2 separate regions of the Bombyx mori genome follow, and region 1 is linked to region 2. Evidence: chromatin contacts called from public Hi-C data. All regions are on one chromosome and are shown on one strand. The core of a region is the stretch at or near the end of the contact, and the rest is flanking DNA. Distances in the headings are between cores, read along the strand shown.

Region 1 (4,159 bases), core at 893-3,392, 68 kb before region 2:
CAAAGTATTCCAGAACTCTACGTAGGCAGATGGTAGAAAGCCTGTTACTAAACTCCTTAAAGAATTAATTAGGTTAACTATTAACTCACCCAACATATCGACTAAGTCCCCATCTGCGGCACTGGGAGGCTCAAACTTCCGTTCCTCGTCCTTGTGCTTCTCGTCATCTGTATCGCCATTGTTATTGTCTCTGTCCTGCTTCTCCTTGCCAGAGCTATGCTCTTTGTTACTACTATTGTCTTTCGTTTTAGCTGCCAAACAAAGATTTACCGAAAACTGAGCTAAAAATTATTGAATGAGTTGAATTGAACCAAAAACAGCTGGTTAACAGGAAATTAGGCCATAAAAAAATCTATAGTCCTTTTTGCATGTGAGCATTTTCAAGTTTATCGGACGCATTGAGGTTAGTGAAAATTAGACGATGATAGATATGCATTGGAGACATAACATCAATGGGATGATCTTCCACCGAGCGACCGACCATCACCGACTTGTATATATGCAAGCTTATCTTGAAGATGTCGTTAGCGAAATTCATACATCTGTTAAATATCTGATCAATCTAATAATAAATAAGTAGTCATGGGAAAAATCAAAATCTTATGGACGGAAATTAGGTGCATGATATACATATGTAGTCGAATACGTTTTAAATACCCACACATATATAGATATTTAACACCCAAAGAGCCAACCATATTCGTCATTTAGATGTGGACATGTCGGTGGCGTTAAAAGGGGCGTTATAAATTCTTATTCTTTGCCTCCACCTTATCCCACTACAATTATTCCATTCTTTTGTATCAGCCGTCATCTCAATACTCACTCCTCTCACTCTCATATTCACACACTCCATCCATGTCTTCTTCCTTCCTACCTTGCACCTAAATTAAAAAACACAAACGGCCAACTACGCACCACTATGTGCCTTGTTGGCGGCTATCCTAGGATTCCTGACGTCGGAGGTCTTCCGTTGCGAGGTTGTAGCGTTCCTGGGGGCGGGCGTTGTCTTCTTGATGTCAGTGCGGGGGTTGCGCGAGTTGTTTCGCGCCGACTTCATGGCGGGCGGACCTCTGTGGAACGAATCTACGTATCAAAATCCTACCTAATGCTTTCGTGGCGGGTTTTTGACGACCAAAAGTTTTTATTTTTTTTATTGCTTAGTTGGGTGGACGAGCCCACAGTCTACCTGGTGTTAAGTGGTTACTGGAGCCCATAGACATCTACAGCGTAAATGCGCCACCCACCTTGAGATGTAAGTTCTAAATTCTCTGTTTAGTTACAACGGCTGCCGTACCCTTCAAGCCGAAACGCATTGCTGCTTCACGGCAGAAATAGGCGGGGTGGTGGTACCTACCCGTGCGGACTCACAAGAGGTCCAAAAAAAAGCCAAAAAAAAAAACTCCAGTTTTGTTTTCTTTATACCTAGAATAGAACTTAAAATTAATATTTTTATAATAAGGAACTTCGTTCTTATCCGGTGTCCTACGACACCACACATCTTTTTATATTGGACGTTGAGCTTAGGTCAGCTGGAAGGTAAGCTATGAGATTTTCTAGTCGGACTTACTTATGCTCAACATTGGTGGGAGGTGGCCACGCGTTCGGATCTCTGTCAGGTGGCGGGGGCCAGATATCTGGATCCAGTTCATGGGGAGCCGGCGCCCACATGTCTCTCGTGGGAAGGTCTTCGTAATCTGAAAATTTGAAACATTCGCCCCGCCTTAGTAAGTAGACTTAGTTAATTCAAACTGTAAGGCGCTGTAAATGTATATTGATACACCTCATCCTATCCGTATACGTGTAGATAGATATAAATATATCTGTAGTCTAAACATTTAAAAATTTTCGTTATTGTTTAAGATATAGGTAATCGTATATTTCTAAGAGTATTCTGTATTTGATTCATATTGAAACATTATCTTTTATTATAAACTACAATGAATGCGACGACTCTTGAAAACCGCAACTGTATTAATACATTTTGCGAAATTATTCCGGCATGAGGCGTATTTTAAGTCCGCCAGGGCAGGTAATGCAATCCTGCATTTTTCTGTCGCATAGCACAAGCTTGCATTCGAGTCTGTGATGTTGTGAACGCCGTTGTATTTTACAATTACTGATTACGAATACACGATAAACGCTCGCGTTGTGTGCAATAGAATATCCATTATTTCCAATGTAATTGATAATTCAGTCGCGTGTGTCCAGATGAGCGGACATCATCGAATATGGACTCTATTAACCTTTCGACTGCCGTGTAGGTCACCGGTGCCCTACGCAGCGCACTCAAGCAATTATGTCGTCTTCTGTTAATAAGGCGCCGGAATATCTACTAGACTCTGGGAGTGACTAATCCGAAGATACTGAGAATGAATGTATTTCTAAGTGACCTAAAAGACTGAAGACATACAGTAACAAACAAAAGAAAAGCCGAAATATTCGTTCATCTCACAATCTTCTTCTTCGCTGTCCTCCACATAGTTCTGACTTTTTACATTCTTCTTTCACTATTCAGTCTATTCTTCTATGGAATGCGCTCCCACTCAAAATAAGGTCGGCCACTACACGTGAAGCCTTTAAGACGAGGGTTCGAGAGCTGTTTTTCTCAGAGTGTTAGCAGAGTCATTTCATTGATAATATTTATTTATATATATTTTTATATGTATATATTTATGTATATGTATTTATTTAAGTACGAGTATTTGTATCTATAAATATTATGTATGTTATATATACACATATGTTTAAGTAATATCACTATCACATTACACCTACCAAGGTTCATCTAAGGTAGACTGTCAGAGAATGCCTATGGCATTAAGTCCGCCTTTATACTGTCTAGTATATAAAGTTATAACTAAATAAAAGGAAAGTTAGGCAATCCAGGCGCTTTAGTAAGACAGAAATCGACAGTGCACCGCATGTATTTATTTATTTATTTATACTTTATGCATAAAACAAAACTTGTACACAGGCCGATTGAATGCCATGGGCATTCTCTTCAAGTCGACCATAGGGTGGTGCAGAGATAATGCATGGTAGGTGCATTAACAAAAGAATAACAAACAACAACAACATTACAAAAAAAAAGAACAAACTCAAAACAAAAAACTTCCTTAAAATAACATTTCAGTTTTATAGAATACACATAATATTGTGTGTAATGTACGTGTCGTGTATATATTTTTTATTGTACAATTCTCGACTTTACATTCCTGAAATAGACAGAGACTTGATCTCTTGCTACTCGATTTCTGAAGTTGTCGCGAACTACTTTTACTTTGGATATTAATCCAAATAACAATATTGAAATAAAACCTCCCGGGACAAATAATATTGCCGATAAGTGAAATAAAAAAAAAAGTCGGTTTGTTGAAATAATGTTATATATTTTTAGTCCAACAATAATATTATGTTAGATAGATAAAATATTTGAAAATTTATAAAAAAGGCGCCAAAGTGGTGAGTGAGTGAAAAATGCACAGATAATATAAAATATGCGCAAATGCGTTTCGTTTCACCCTGTGAACATTTGAATCTTCTAAATCTTTTATTTTCATATTATTTGTTTATTTATTATTTACTGTACAGTGGGATACAAACATATCTAAAAACCACATGATAAAAAGAAATAAACACTACTGATCTTACAAACAAGCTAACGATACGTGGTTAGTTTATAAGCTGTCGAAGTGGAAGCCAGCCAGGTGTACCAACGAAATTTCTTTATCATCATCATCATCATAATCGGTTGCTCTTGGCAGAGCAGTCGTGGTCATGTGGAATTCTTGCTTATTAAAGCCTTGACAGATGTTTTCCATCGTTTGCGAACCGAGGCCCGGTGCACACACTCGTTAAGTGGGGTTTCAGTGAGGCCTTTCACCTGATCAGTCCAGCGCATGGGGATTCGTCCACGAGATCTCTTACCATTGACCCTACCCTGAACAACAAGTTTCTCAATAGACTCTGCTGGCCGTCTATTTTATAATAATAATTTATAAGTAATATAATTCATAATTTCTTTATAACTTACTTAAAAACGTTGCAGAAGACCTTGTCAAAAACTTCTAAAGAATTTACAGGAGTTTTTGTCAAGCTCAGGTCTTAGCCGCACTAGTAGGTTCTTATTAAAATTTTGTTAGACAGAGAGAGGAAC
Region 2 (4,440 bases), core at 1,121-3,620:
CCAACTGTGTGTAGATACTTTCATATTGTGATTGCGTCACATGCTTTTAGAAAATTGACAACATACTGGTGTGTGCCAAATTCTGAATCACTGATTAAAGAGCACACAATTTTATTTCACTATGCAGTCTTTTTATGATTTAGATAAATAGATTTTTTTATTATATTATTTATTTAACATTATTATCAATAAATTTTTCTTACCTCCCAAGGTTTAAATGTTAGTAATAACATGGCACTTTGTCTTTGAAACAGATAACTTCTAAAATCCAACAAAGAAGCTCTCTTCTTAATTATCAGTTCTCTCAAGTGCTGAGGAACGAGAGTGGTCAGTCTCACAGCTTGCCACGAACTTACTGGCTGTCTAAATGTGTCGAGCCATTTCGGACTCTCTGCTATATTTGAGTTGAGTACAAATTGCGAAAACAGAGCATCTAATTCATCATACTGAACCAGTGCTTCATCATATAATCCTAACATTTCTAGCACAAATGCTAGTTGTTCCTGTAAAGAGGATTGAACCTTAATAAAAAAAAAACTTTAAGATATTTAATTTTAAGATATTATATAAAAAAACTTTAAGATATTATAAGCTTTAAGATTAATAATGTAATTAATAATTTTAATGTCGCGGATCATCTCCCAATTAAATTAATCATAAGCAATGAATGAAATGTATTCAAATCTTAGCTGTATATTTTTTTTATTTTTGATGTTAATGCACTGTCGATTGCACCTATAATTGAGGTGACATCTGCCATGAACTTTTGTCAATTTGTCAATGTTTTGTATTGATGATCACTTTGTTGGTGCAACTTAATAAATAAATAAATAAATAAATAAATTATATCTATAAACCTAGACCAGGTCACTGATGATAAAGTAACTAATATATCATAATAGCAAATAATTTTTACTCATCATCAATGCTACAGTTAAAAACATATTTTAGACACTAGAAACACACTTCATTATCTATTATTAATTCTATTGACTCTTATGAAAATTTAACATATTAATGATGAAGAATTACATATATATGCCCTGACAAGTTGGCAAATTGTACTGACCTGTAAAATGAAATATTTACAAAAATCCCAATCTGAATCATTCCGTTTTTCTCTCTGCTCTCTCATATACTCTTCAAATTTAATCAATGCCTTATTATAAGCAACAAGAATAAAGTGTCTCATCTTTGCCACCAAAGCTCTCCATGATTCAGCACTTCTAGCCTCTGATTTTATAGGATTTATTACTGATATAAATCTATCTTCATTCTGCTTTACTGCAAAATCTCCTTTTATTTTATCCAAAACTGTTGTTCTCGGTAAAAGTTTGTTTGCTTTCCTTATATCATAAGTTTCTACTTGGACAATCATCCAATCTGTTACATTTGCTTTTTCTAATTGTTTCAACCATGTTTCTATTTCTTCTCGCAGTGTTGTCTTATAATACTCAATGTCCTACAAAAGTTGTAATGTAAATTTTTTATGTATTGGTTGATAATATGATTATTGAATTACCTATTGATCTTAATTTCCTTTTTTTTTTGAGATATACACATCCAATTTACTTTTACTCTAATCAGTTCTCATACATTTAGATATTGAATAATAAAAAATATTGCATGTCAACTATGTTAATTGTTTCTGTTAGCAAAATTATTATGTAATTATTATTTAACATGATTTTATTATCATGAAAATGAATTTTCATATAAATGTATAAAATTATATACTAACCACACAATCAGTCCAATAAACTTGAAGTATTGGGCGTTTTAACAAATTCAATTCTGATTGAAGTTTTTCTTTATTGTATTTTATGAATGAAGCTTCCAAGTAAACAGACTTTGTTGCACGACCGTATGATCTTCTCCACTCACAAGAGTCCTGAGGGATAGCAGCAACGAGCGGCGCTTCTAACGTACAGAACAAATTCCAATCTCCCGCGCCTAATATTCAAAACATTAATTTAATTTTTATTTTAAATTTGTTACTGTCTAGTACGTATGCCATACGGTACTTACATGTAACGATAGGTTTATTGATCATTCCCTCCCTATCAGCTGGTAAACTACCAACACCCTTCATTTTTCATCCAGTTAATATCATCTGCGAAACTTGTCGATTTTGCGGGCATGACACAAATAACATTCCAATAATTACGAACGGAAACCACCCACTTTACTGACACACACTAAATTGACGTATTTGGTTTTTGTTATTTATAAAGTACGCAATGTATGTATGGTTTTAAACTAAATTTTACGTAAATGAAGGTATTTTTATAAGTTTTTGTTAGATTCGTTGAAACTAAAATTGAGAATTTGACAAAAACTGCTGTCATCGCCCAACTCGACAGATGTGTGACGTTTCGTTCCTTCGTTAGAAGTAATAGTGTTCTGTGTTTCGTTCTCAATAAGTTGGAATCACTGTTGGAACTTTCATAAATTACAATGAAGCAACTTAATCAAAGTCATTAGAATTTAAATTCTGCAAACGCACATAAAAGTTTAAGCTTTGTTAACATTATTATATGTGAACTTAGTTTATATTTAAACTTTAAAAACTAATTAATCACTAGATTATCAAAGCTGAAGCTACATATTTTACGTGACTAATTAGTAGAAAGAAAAAGTGAAAATTTTATGATCCTAGAAATGAAAATTGAGCCTACACTCCTTGTTCGCGAGAAACTTTTTATTACTATTTAAGTTGCAGTAGAGTAGACTGACAAGGACTGCTTTTAAATTTCGTTTGAAGAAACTTTTGAAGTCAGATTGAGTCCTAAGTGTGCTTTTTATGACCTACCTAACGAAATTGTTGACAAAGATGAGGTCCCATGGCAAACTTTGCATAGGTCTGCGCTAAAAAGATATAACAGATTGGAAATCAAGAAGATTTAAGGAAAAAACTTAAGAAAATTTGTGAATGATATGATAATAAATTCCATAAATTGAGCCATATGATATGTAATCTGTTACTCTGTTACGTGAATTTGACGTGGGAACTACAGATTGTAAAGGCTTCTGTTAATTTAATGTGAGAGGCTGTAGTGCGATTAGTGGGAATGATTTATTTCTCATTAAAGTATTGTATCGGGAGTTATGTATCGGACGCTAGGAATATTTTTCAGATTAGTTCGCAGATACTAATTCCGAACAAAAACATTCGGACCGCCGCGCCTGTTTACCCAGCAATTTTACCCACTCGGTGCAATGTAAAATACTTCCAAAGTATCATACGCTATTGAAATTTATCTGTTACGATTTCCGGTGCTTTGCATGCGACAACTCTAAATTAGTGCCAAGCTTATATTTAATGATTGAATGTTTATAAGTGTGCCCAATATATTTTTTTATCTCGTCTATGAGTTTTGGTTGTTTTAGTTATTTGCCTTTGCCTATCTAGGTGAATGAAAAATATCCAAAAGTTTATGATTATTCAAAATGTCGCTTTCTGTTTTGGTATCATGTCGCATTATAAAAAATTAGAAAAATTATTCAGCAATCAATGAATTACGACTTATTAATAGTCTGCTTTTGAAAATTTAAAAGGAAGGATATACCATAAGAAGTTTCAGGTAATCTTAAATTTATAATATTTCAAGTTCATGATCACGGTGCGAGTTAAACAGCTAATAATTCGATTTTGGAACTGTATTTTGAGTTAATCTTATTTTAATTGATGCATAAAATTATTGGGCCATATATGTATACCTTAGGTAATTTAGTTAAGTATCTAAACACTTAAAGTTAAAAGTAGCTTCATAAATGAAGTAAAAAAAGCTCAAGTTCTTAGAATTCCTTTGATATTGGATGCCTCATTATAGTGTAATTACTTTAAAGTTATCACTAACGTGTATTGATTTAATACTTATGTGAAAATTCGTGAACTACTTTGGTGTGAAACTAAACCATTCCATTACACCTGAGTAAATAGCAGTTTTTTAAAAATGTTATTTGAACTTAATTTGTGTGTATTAATGTAGCAAATTCTACTAAATTAAAATAACCTAAACATATTATTTATTATGTTAAATTATTTACATTATATTCTTTTATAAATATTTCTTTTAAAAAGATAGATGCATTGTACAATAAATAAACCAACAATTTAATGCATAAATAATGTATACATACATATATCTATAAATAATGTATAAGGTATATAACAAATAAAACCATGTTAGGAAACAGAATAACATGGTTTTATGTCTATTGTCTTCATTGTAGCCATGAATACGACAGCACCAACATCGGCAGATGCATGCCTCAGCATTGTGCATTCACTGATGTGCCACCGTCAAGGTGGTGAGAGCGAAGGATTTTCTAAACGAGCCATTGAATCTCTGGTCAAGAAGTTGAAAGAAAAACGAGATGAGCTTGACTCTTTGATCACAGCTATAACTACAAATGGTGCACATCCTAGTAAATGTG

What was found. Hi-C and Micro-C count contacts between places; a contact is called where the count stands out from the background.
Region 1: a Hi-C map of whole pupa shows a contact between it and region 2, with 5 times the contacts expected there. The contact joins the enhancer-like site here to the promoter of LOC101745540 in region 2. A contact is called at or near these places in 2 of 7 Hi-C or Micro-C datasets (middle silk gland and whole pupa).

Annotation. Positions count from the first base shown.
Region 1 is chr7:9,157,949-9,162,107 of ASM3026992v2, reverse strand. LOC101737410 (katanin p60 ATPase-containing subunit A-like 1) reads right to left here. Exons shown (of 10, transcript XM_038011985.2): 3 at 1,571-1,697; 4 at 919-1,073; 5 at 90-251. Among protein-coding and RNA genes, the nearest start is that of LOC101745976, 13 kb to the left of the region's middle. Within about 2 kb of position 2,142, at least 3 of the 8 cell types and tissues checked have open chromatin away from gene starts, as enhancers often do.
Region 2 is chr7:9,089,428-9,093,867 of ASM3026992v2, reverse strand. It overlaps LOC101745540 (trafficking protein particle complex subunit 10), which reads right to left and starts at 2,370. Exons shown (of 16, transcript XM_012694890.4): 1 at 2,029-2,370; 2 at 1,742-1,953; 3 at 1,070-1,462; 4 at 204-503. The coding sequence starts at 2,092. It overlaps LOC101745398 (mothers against decapentaplegic homolog 4), which reads left to right and starts at 3,427. Exons shown (of 14, transcript XM_021351403.3): 1 at 3,427-3,584; 2 at 4,237-4,440. The coding sequence starts at 4,239.